Linked DNA regions of Callithrix jacchus: region 1 is linked to region 2. Evidence: chromatin contacts called from public Hi-C data. All regions are on one chromosome and are shown on one strand. The core of a region is the stretch at or near the end of the contact, and the rest is flanking DNA. Distances in the headings are between cores, read along the strand shown.

Region 1 (3,589 bases), core at 161-2,660, 41 kb after region 2:
ATCTGACTTAAAAGTGGCTAAGTGTGTTTCCATGCATTTTGGAATGTTATCTATCAAGCACTAGAGACAACCATGAAATTAATATTCTGTATTGTGGAACTCAACAGGGCTCATACACAAGCCCTAACTCAAACCCAAGATTCAAGAATACATGTTCTGGCTGCTTCTAACATTTACCTAATTAGGAAACAAGTGATAATTAGTTTCTCTGAACCTGTTTCCCAATCAGCATTGCAGGCAATAATACCATCCCATCAAGTTATTTCAGAGGATTAAATGAGCTTAAACAGAGATAAGGAACTAAGAGCCATGCCTGGCTCACCATAAACCTCAAACAACATCAAGCAATCCCTATTCAAAATAGAGAGGTGCTATGAGAGATGGAATTTTTCCAAATTAAATAAGCATTTAACCCACCGGAAGAAAAATCCAGTTACTGGGAGAAAAAAAGTGACATGTTTTAGTCTGCCCTTGAACTTCCGGCTTCAAGCAACCTAATCTTTTTGTTCCTAGCCAAAAAATAGAACCAGAACTGCTGGTTTCCAGGCACGAGAGAAAGAAGGTAGCTGTAGGGGTCTAAGATGGGGAAGGCACATGGGCTAACAACATTGTGCTGGTGGGGAGGCCATCCGGGAGAGCTCATGGAGGCCAATTGAAAGTCAGCAAACTTTGACTCAACATAATGGATACATGTTACCTTGGAAGAAGCCATCTCTAGATAGTCATTATTACATATACTTCATTGAGCTGCTATGAAAATTGAGACGATCCATATAAATCATTACTAAAATGCTATTAGTAGTACTGTTATTTCTTATTTATCTTCCAGCACTGAAACCCCTATTTATTATTCATTGATTCATTCATTCATTTTTTTAGAGATCTGAATCTTGCTCTGTTACCCAAGCTGGAGTGCAGTGATTATAGCTTATTGCAGCCTTCAGCTCCTGGGTTCAATCAGCCTCCCGCCTCAGCCTCCCAAATAGCTGAGATTGCATGTGTGAGCCACTGTGCCTGGCCCTCACTATATTTGTTGATGGTCAGCACCTGTTTTTTTTCTCCTTACCTGTCCTGGAACCCAACCCTCATTTGATAGGAACAGTCTCCAACACTCTGGATCTTCTACCACCCTGACCTAAAGATTGGTTGCTGAAATGGAGTGCATGCCATGAGAACTAAGCTGCATTTCTACGTTGCCAAAAAAGACATCAACATTTCTCCAATGATGCTGAAGCTAGTATCGGTTTTCAGCAACAGCTTTGGAGTCAGATGGCCCTGAGTTCAAATACTAACTCTGGTATTTGACAGTAACATAGCTTTAGACAACTTAGTCTCTCTCTGCCTCAATTTGCTCATTTATCAAACTGGGCTCTACTATCTACTGTGCCAAACATCTTGCATGTGCTCTGCCAGATGTTGCTTTGGACTTCACCCTGTTCTGTGCTCCTAAAGGCATCAATAGGCTTCCTTGTCATCTGGCTTCCACGCGGGGTCATACCTGGAGATCAGCTCACATACCTGTTAAGATTTTACTTTTTTTGAGGCGCTTTTTTTGGGAACTCACTATGTTGCCCAGGCTGGCCTTGAACTCCTGGACTCAAGCAATCCTCCCACCTCAGCTTTCAAAGTAGCTGGGATTCAAGGCATGTGCAACCATGCCTGACTTGGTTCAGACTTCTTCAAACAAAGCTCTAAGGTCACTACTGTACACAAAGATGCCCATGGAATAATGCCTAAACTTATAGCTTGTACTTGAACAGAATCTGACTTCTGATCTAGCAGGAGTCTTACTTTTATCTCCTCTTGTTCCTCCTGATGTGCCCTCATGGTGATGAAACCAGATTACTCATTCACTATTTTTTGCCCATATTCATGCAATTTCTTACTTTTATGCTGCTTCTGCTATTCCCTACCGGATCCTGACTCTATATAATGAAATTCTACCCATTTCTCAAGGCTTAGTTCAGATGCCTCAAAAACATTCTCCCTGACTCCCAAACATAGGAATTGGTCTTTTGCAAGAATTCCTATATCACCGTGTGTGTATCTTCCTTTCTGCACTTATCACTTCCTCCTTGTATTGTAATTATGTTTCATCTTCCATGCCTTTTGTAGAGTCTGTGGAGAATGTCAGTGTTTATTCATCTTCCACTGTACCTGCTTACCGTACCTGCCCACAGAAGCTGCCCAGTAAACCCTTCCTGTGTGACACACATGGATTCTGTTGGTGAGTGAAGATGATCAGGTAATTGAAAGAGTGATCAAGCTGGCATTATGAATTTACATACAGCACTTTTTCACAAGCACTTCTTTGGGGGGTTATTCAGTTTTATGACTAAATGTGGCATATCTGTATTGTACCGCTCAGGTGGGATGGGGAGGAGAATTAGTAAATTCATCTTTAATCTCTCTTCTAGATCATTGCTAGTTATAGCTCATGACAAAACATTGTCTTAAAAGGCTCACTAGGGGTAACCCTGCATGAATGTTGATATTCCAGAACAGATGGCAGGCTCTGGGGGAGGGAAGAGTGTGAAGGGAAAGTGTAAAGGGAAATTTTCACTCTCTGCCTGCCAAGCAGAAAAAATAGAACACATTCTCTACACGGATGTCTTTTAATTCTGTCTTAACATTAGAATGCACCATGATGAATTAACAATTAGGATCCACTCAGCCAAGATGCATTGAACTTGCACTGTGTCCCAGTACTGCCATGTGTTTGGGGAGGCACCAAGGACTTAAGGCAGGGTCTCTAGTCCTAACCTATTTCTCAAGTTTATGTAGGAAGCAAGATCTAAACACTACCATCAAAACCAGAGGCATATGGATGGCTGCATCCTTTGACAACTCTCTGCTCTAAAACCCTTCAAGACTCTAAAGTATTTTAATATAAGTTGAGGTCACATTATTGTAAGCCAGATCCTCCATGCCTGAATTCTCTGGGAAGAAATATGGGTCCTTTTATGGAGTTAGGGCTTAAAAATTGCTTACCATGGGCTTGGGAGTGGGGCCAAATATTTGATCTCTTCTGAAGCACGCTTTGGTGACTACCTGCTTTTCTAACTCCAGACTGGCCTTTTCCTCTCTCATCTCGTAAACTCAAACTGCCGGTTGTGGCCATTTGGAGGAGATGCCCAGAAGAGTCATGGATTTTGTGGATAAACTTCAGCAGCACAGGTGGCCTGCCATGGCTGCTGCTGGCAGGAGAGAGGTGCAGGCTGGGTTACCAAGCACCCAGCAAGGGGAGTAAACGTCCTCTTTTCCCCTGAGCTTCCATTTAACTGGTGTTTAAAATTAGATTACATAGCCCTGGACTAGGAAATGATGAAATGACGTTTCACGTGTTTTAATATCACTTAATCTGCTGGTGACCAATTCTCGCTGTTCTTGTTTGTTTTCCCAGAAACCCATGTCATCGGGTAGTTGAGAGGATGTGATAAAGCAGGTGAAAGTGCTTAGCAGGTGAGAGTACATAGAATGCAGAAATATTAAGTATTACATATAACATGTATCACTTGTTCTGTCTCATCCTAGCAACTTCCTAAGAGTGGGATCCACATTTAAATCCCTTTTAATTAAAACCTAACAC
Region 2 (3,904 bases), core at 55-2,554:
AATCGGACCCTTGTCTGTAAGTGGGAAAGTCCATGTGAAAATATTGCACTTAAATTCTTCTTGGCCCCAAACAGATCCCAGATGAAGTCTCCTAAAGCTGGTTACAGAAAAGTTATTACTTCACATTTAAGGTCATTTTCCTTCCCATGGCCCTGCACCCACGCTTCCTGGGAGACAGTCTACAACAGGGCAAGCTGAAAAGCCATGTGTGCTAAAGTGTCACTGTCAATCTCCTGCCAGTATGAACTGGGATCCCAGAATGTCTTTTTGCCAAAGGGGCGAATCAGCTGCTCCTGCTCCCTGTCCTGGACACATTCCTATCACTGCATCTGTCGGCGCTCATCAGCCCTAACCTCCAGGAATAGAAACCCTCCTGGCTTCTGTCGCTTGCCATTTTAAGTCCAACTTTGGGGACAGTGGGAGGTTTCCTTTTTACCATATACTTCCAACACAATTTTTAATATAAAATGTATGTCAGCATAATGATATGTGCACATTTAAGACAAAAACCTATTTTTAAGCCAAATAACAAATTTGAGTTTTTTTGCAGGAAGGATATTTCTATTTTGTCAATAAGTTATATTTCTGGGAATTCAGAGATGCCTGATTTTTGTGCCTCAAATTTAGATAAAATGGTAACATTTTATCCAAATTGATCAGTACCAAATATTTAAAAGATTTTTGATAAAAATAAAGGTAGAATTCTAAACTTTGTGAACAAAGCCTAAGAATTTGCTTTCCTTCTCCTTCTCTGTAAAGTAGTGAAAGAAAAATATATCTTAAGCTTCAGAGATTGAGAATTTTTGTTAGAAATTACAGGTGGTTTTATGTTTGTAGGGTATCACTCTCATGCATTTCTGTTACTGTGACATTCTCCCAACACATTATATTTCTCAGATTTCAAAAAAATGTTTTTTGCCTCCCAACTTCAGATTAGGGACACTAACCACCTGACCCAGTTGTAGACTCACTTCAGTAAAATAGCTCTACAACCGCAAACACTCAGCCCACCCTCTCCCACCCACACAACCACACACACCCCAGGATCTAGAAGGTAGGAATTGGCGACTAATGGTCCCAGCTCCTTACCCTCCTGGGTGAAGTGGCAGCTCAACTTGAGATGATGAAGTTTTAGCAGGAGACTCCTCTTGGGAAGGGATCTGTGGAGACAGAGAGAGGGAGAAGGAAAATCCGGTGGGGAGCCACCAGCAGCCACCTGACAAGACCCTGCTGCAGCAATTTTTAGAGTGACCCTTTGCCGTCCCACTGGATGAGGCAGGCCGAGCCTGCGCTTTGGCGGGGAGCAGCAGCGAGCTCCCTCCTGTCCGTCTTTGGCCTTCCACTCCCCGGCCGGCCAGCCGGGGGCAGGGGGCGGGGCTCCGGTTGGTGGAGAGGGGTTGGGTTTCTTGACCTGACCAGCTGTTCCAAAAAAGAAAAAAAAAAAAAAGTCAAGAGCTCAGTCAACCTGTGTGAGAGGAAAGAAAATTAACTCGATGGGTGTTTAATTGTTGGAAGCAGGGATTCCAGTAGAGTAAAAAGAAGGGAATGCTGTGAATTAAAAATTAGCTTTTAGAAAGGTAATTAGCCTGGTCACCTATGGTCTTTTGAGAAGACAGTGGTTATAAATAGCCTGTTCTTTACAAGAGAAGCACATGTCTACCAGACATGGTACTTCCTACAGCACCTCACATGTGGTTCTAACATTATTAGGGTCATTTTATAGTTTAATAAAGTAAGGTTTACGGCCAGTGATTTTCCAGTAATCACAGAGAGGTCTGAGATTAACACACACTCTAGCAGACACACAGGTTGGGAAATATCTGCTTTGGCAACACTTCATGTGAAACAAAAATTCAAAGATTGTAACTGACTACAAACTTTCAATGGGCACCCAAGAGTGTGAAATGGTTGCTTACAAAGTTAACGTGATATTAAGCTACAATAATAGAAAAATAGATCATGGAATAATGTTCTAATTATTCTTCATTAGTCAGACGATGTGTTAGGCATCGCTCTGCCATCTTGGTACTCTGAGAACTTACTCTTCATCCTACTGAAGATGGCTGGAACAAAAAAACTTCAGAGGCGGTGCACGTCAGAGACATCTGAAGAGAAGTATGGCAGAGAGGACTTCTAAGATAGGTGAGACTCCTGAGAGCAAGTGTGGGGGCTGTTGCACAGCAAGAGGATTCAATGAAAATTTCTGTTGCCTAAAATGTTAAAACTTTTAATGTGTAGCAATTCCGGGGAAATACCTTAAAATAAAGAAGAGTGCAAATAACAGCTGGGTTCTAATGATGAAAATGGCAGCCCTGTAAAAGAGCCAGTTCTCTATAATTAGAAGGTGGAAGTAAAAGAAGCCGTGGGATTGGTGTGACATTGAAAAGACTCTTTCTATGGCTGGGGGCTTGCACTGCATCACCTGTGATGTCTTTCCAACTCTAAGGCTCTTTGAGTCTACATTTACCAGCCTCCAGTTCTCCTGAGACTCTCAACTCACTGGATAGCATCTGTCTAGTGACTACCTCTGTTGGAATTTCCACCAACTTAATAGGAAGAATTATTTGATTTTTAAAAAAAAATTCTTTGCTCCCGCCCATACATCTCCAGCACAGAATCCACCAGAAATAAATTTAAAAAGCTTATATTATGGTTCGTTTCTAAGCAATTTGACTTGTTCCCACCTTCTTGACTTGGGTAAAGGGCCAGAACGTTCCATCCTTTTTTTTGGTAGAGACAGGGACTCATTATGTTGCCCAAGCTGGTATCAAATTAATTCCCAGTCTCATGTGATCTTTCTTTCTGCCTCAGCCTTCAATCCTGTTTTTATGATAACAAAAGTCAGCTTTACATCAGTATTTATGATAATGATGATATAATGATGGACAGGGCCTTCAAGAAGATGTTGGTACCAATACTATCATCTTCAAGGGTTCAAGACTATTAATTCCAGTTTTACTGGAATATCACTAAGATGCTCCTTTCAATAGAATATCATTTAATGTAAAGATATGAACACAAGTGGAAAAATAAAAGGCAAAAAAATTGAAAATCAAAGACATTTTAAAAATCATTTTCAAAGTAGCTACTCTATGTAAGCATTCAACTACTGCTATGGTAGATGCACTGGAAACACAGCATGGAACAGTAGGTTGTAGTAAATATTGAGAAATTCTGTTTTATCTTTAAAGCAATGAGCCTACCAGTTGGAGAATATTTACTAAAAGAAAGAGGGCCATGATGAGATTGGCATTTTAGAATGAGCACTCTGTAATTTGGGGATGTAACCTTAATGGAATTTAGATCAAGCAGTTATTTGTTTCCATTGCTAGTGCTTGTCTCTCTTCCACCAACCTCCTGCTACCCTCTGCCATACAGCCAGCTCAAATGTAAGCTCCATGAAGGGAGGAAGACTTTCTCTCTTGCTGGCTTTGATTAAACCAAGTGCCAGGTTGGAGATGCCCAAGCAAGGAAGCCAGTTAGAAACTGAAGTCTTCAGTTCAATATCCCAAAAGATAGGAATCCTGGCAATCATCATTTAGGGAACCTGGAAGTCAATCCTTCCCCAGTAAAGCCTTCAGATGAGGCCCCAGCCCTGGCTAACATCTTGATTTCAGCCTTGTGAGAGAGCCTAAAGCAGAGGACCTAGGGAAGTTCTGCCTTGATCCCTAATCCAAAGAATCAGTGAGATAATAAATGCATGTTGTTTTATAACTTGCAGTTTGTATAACTTGCAGCATGATGCAAGCTGCTCAGTTACACAGCACTAGGTGACTAACATAGTTCGCTTCTATTTGCCTTTTACCAATTTATTTCTTGTAGCATCTTAGCCAGATAAAATTCCTCTTTTACATATAAGAAAACTAGAGCTGTTTTAACTTGTTCCAGATCACATGGCTGGTAA

The links. A called contact is a pair of places that touch in the nucleus more often than the background predicts.
Region 1: a contact with region 2 is called in a Hi-C map of skeletal muscle, with 4 times the contacts expected there. The contact joins the enhancer-like site here to the promoter of KLHL31 in region 2. A contact is called at or near these places in 2 of 3 Hi-C or Micro-C datasets (both in skeletal muscle).

What each region holds. Positions count from the first base shown.
Region 1 is chr4:61,929,716-61,933,304 of calJac240_pri, forward strand. No RefSeq gene overlaps it. Among named protein-coding and RNA genes, the nearest start is that of KLHL31, 42 kb to the left of the region's middle. Within about 2 kb of position 1,411, at least 2 of the 16 cell types and tissues checked have an H3K27ac peak or open chromatin away from gene starts, as enhancers often do. A contact at or near this core is called in skeletal muscle, where this site is marked.
Region 2 is chr4:61,888,563-61,892,466 of calJac240_pri, forward strand. KLHL31 (kelch like family member 31) reads right to left here and starts at 1,305. Exons shown (of 3, transcript XM_002746659.6): 1 at 1,090-1,305.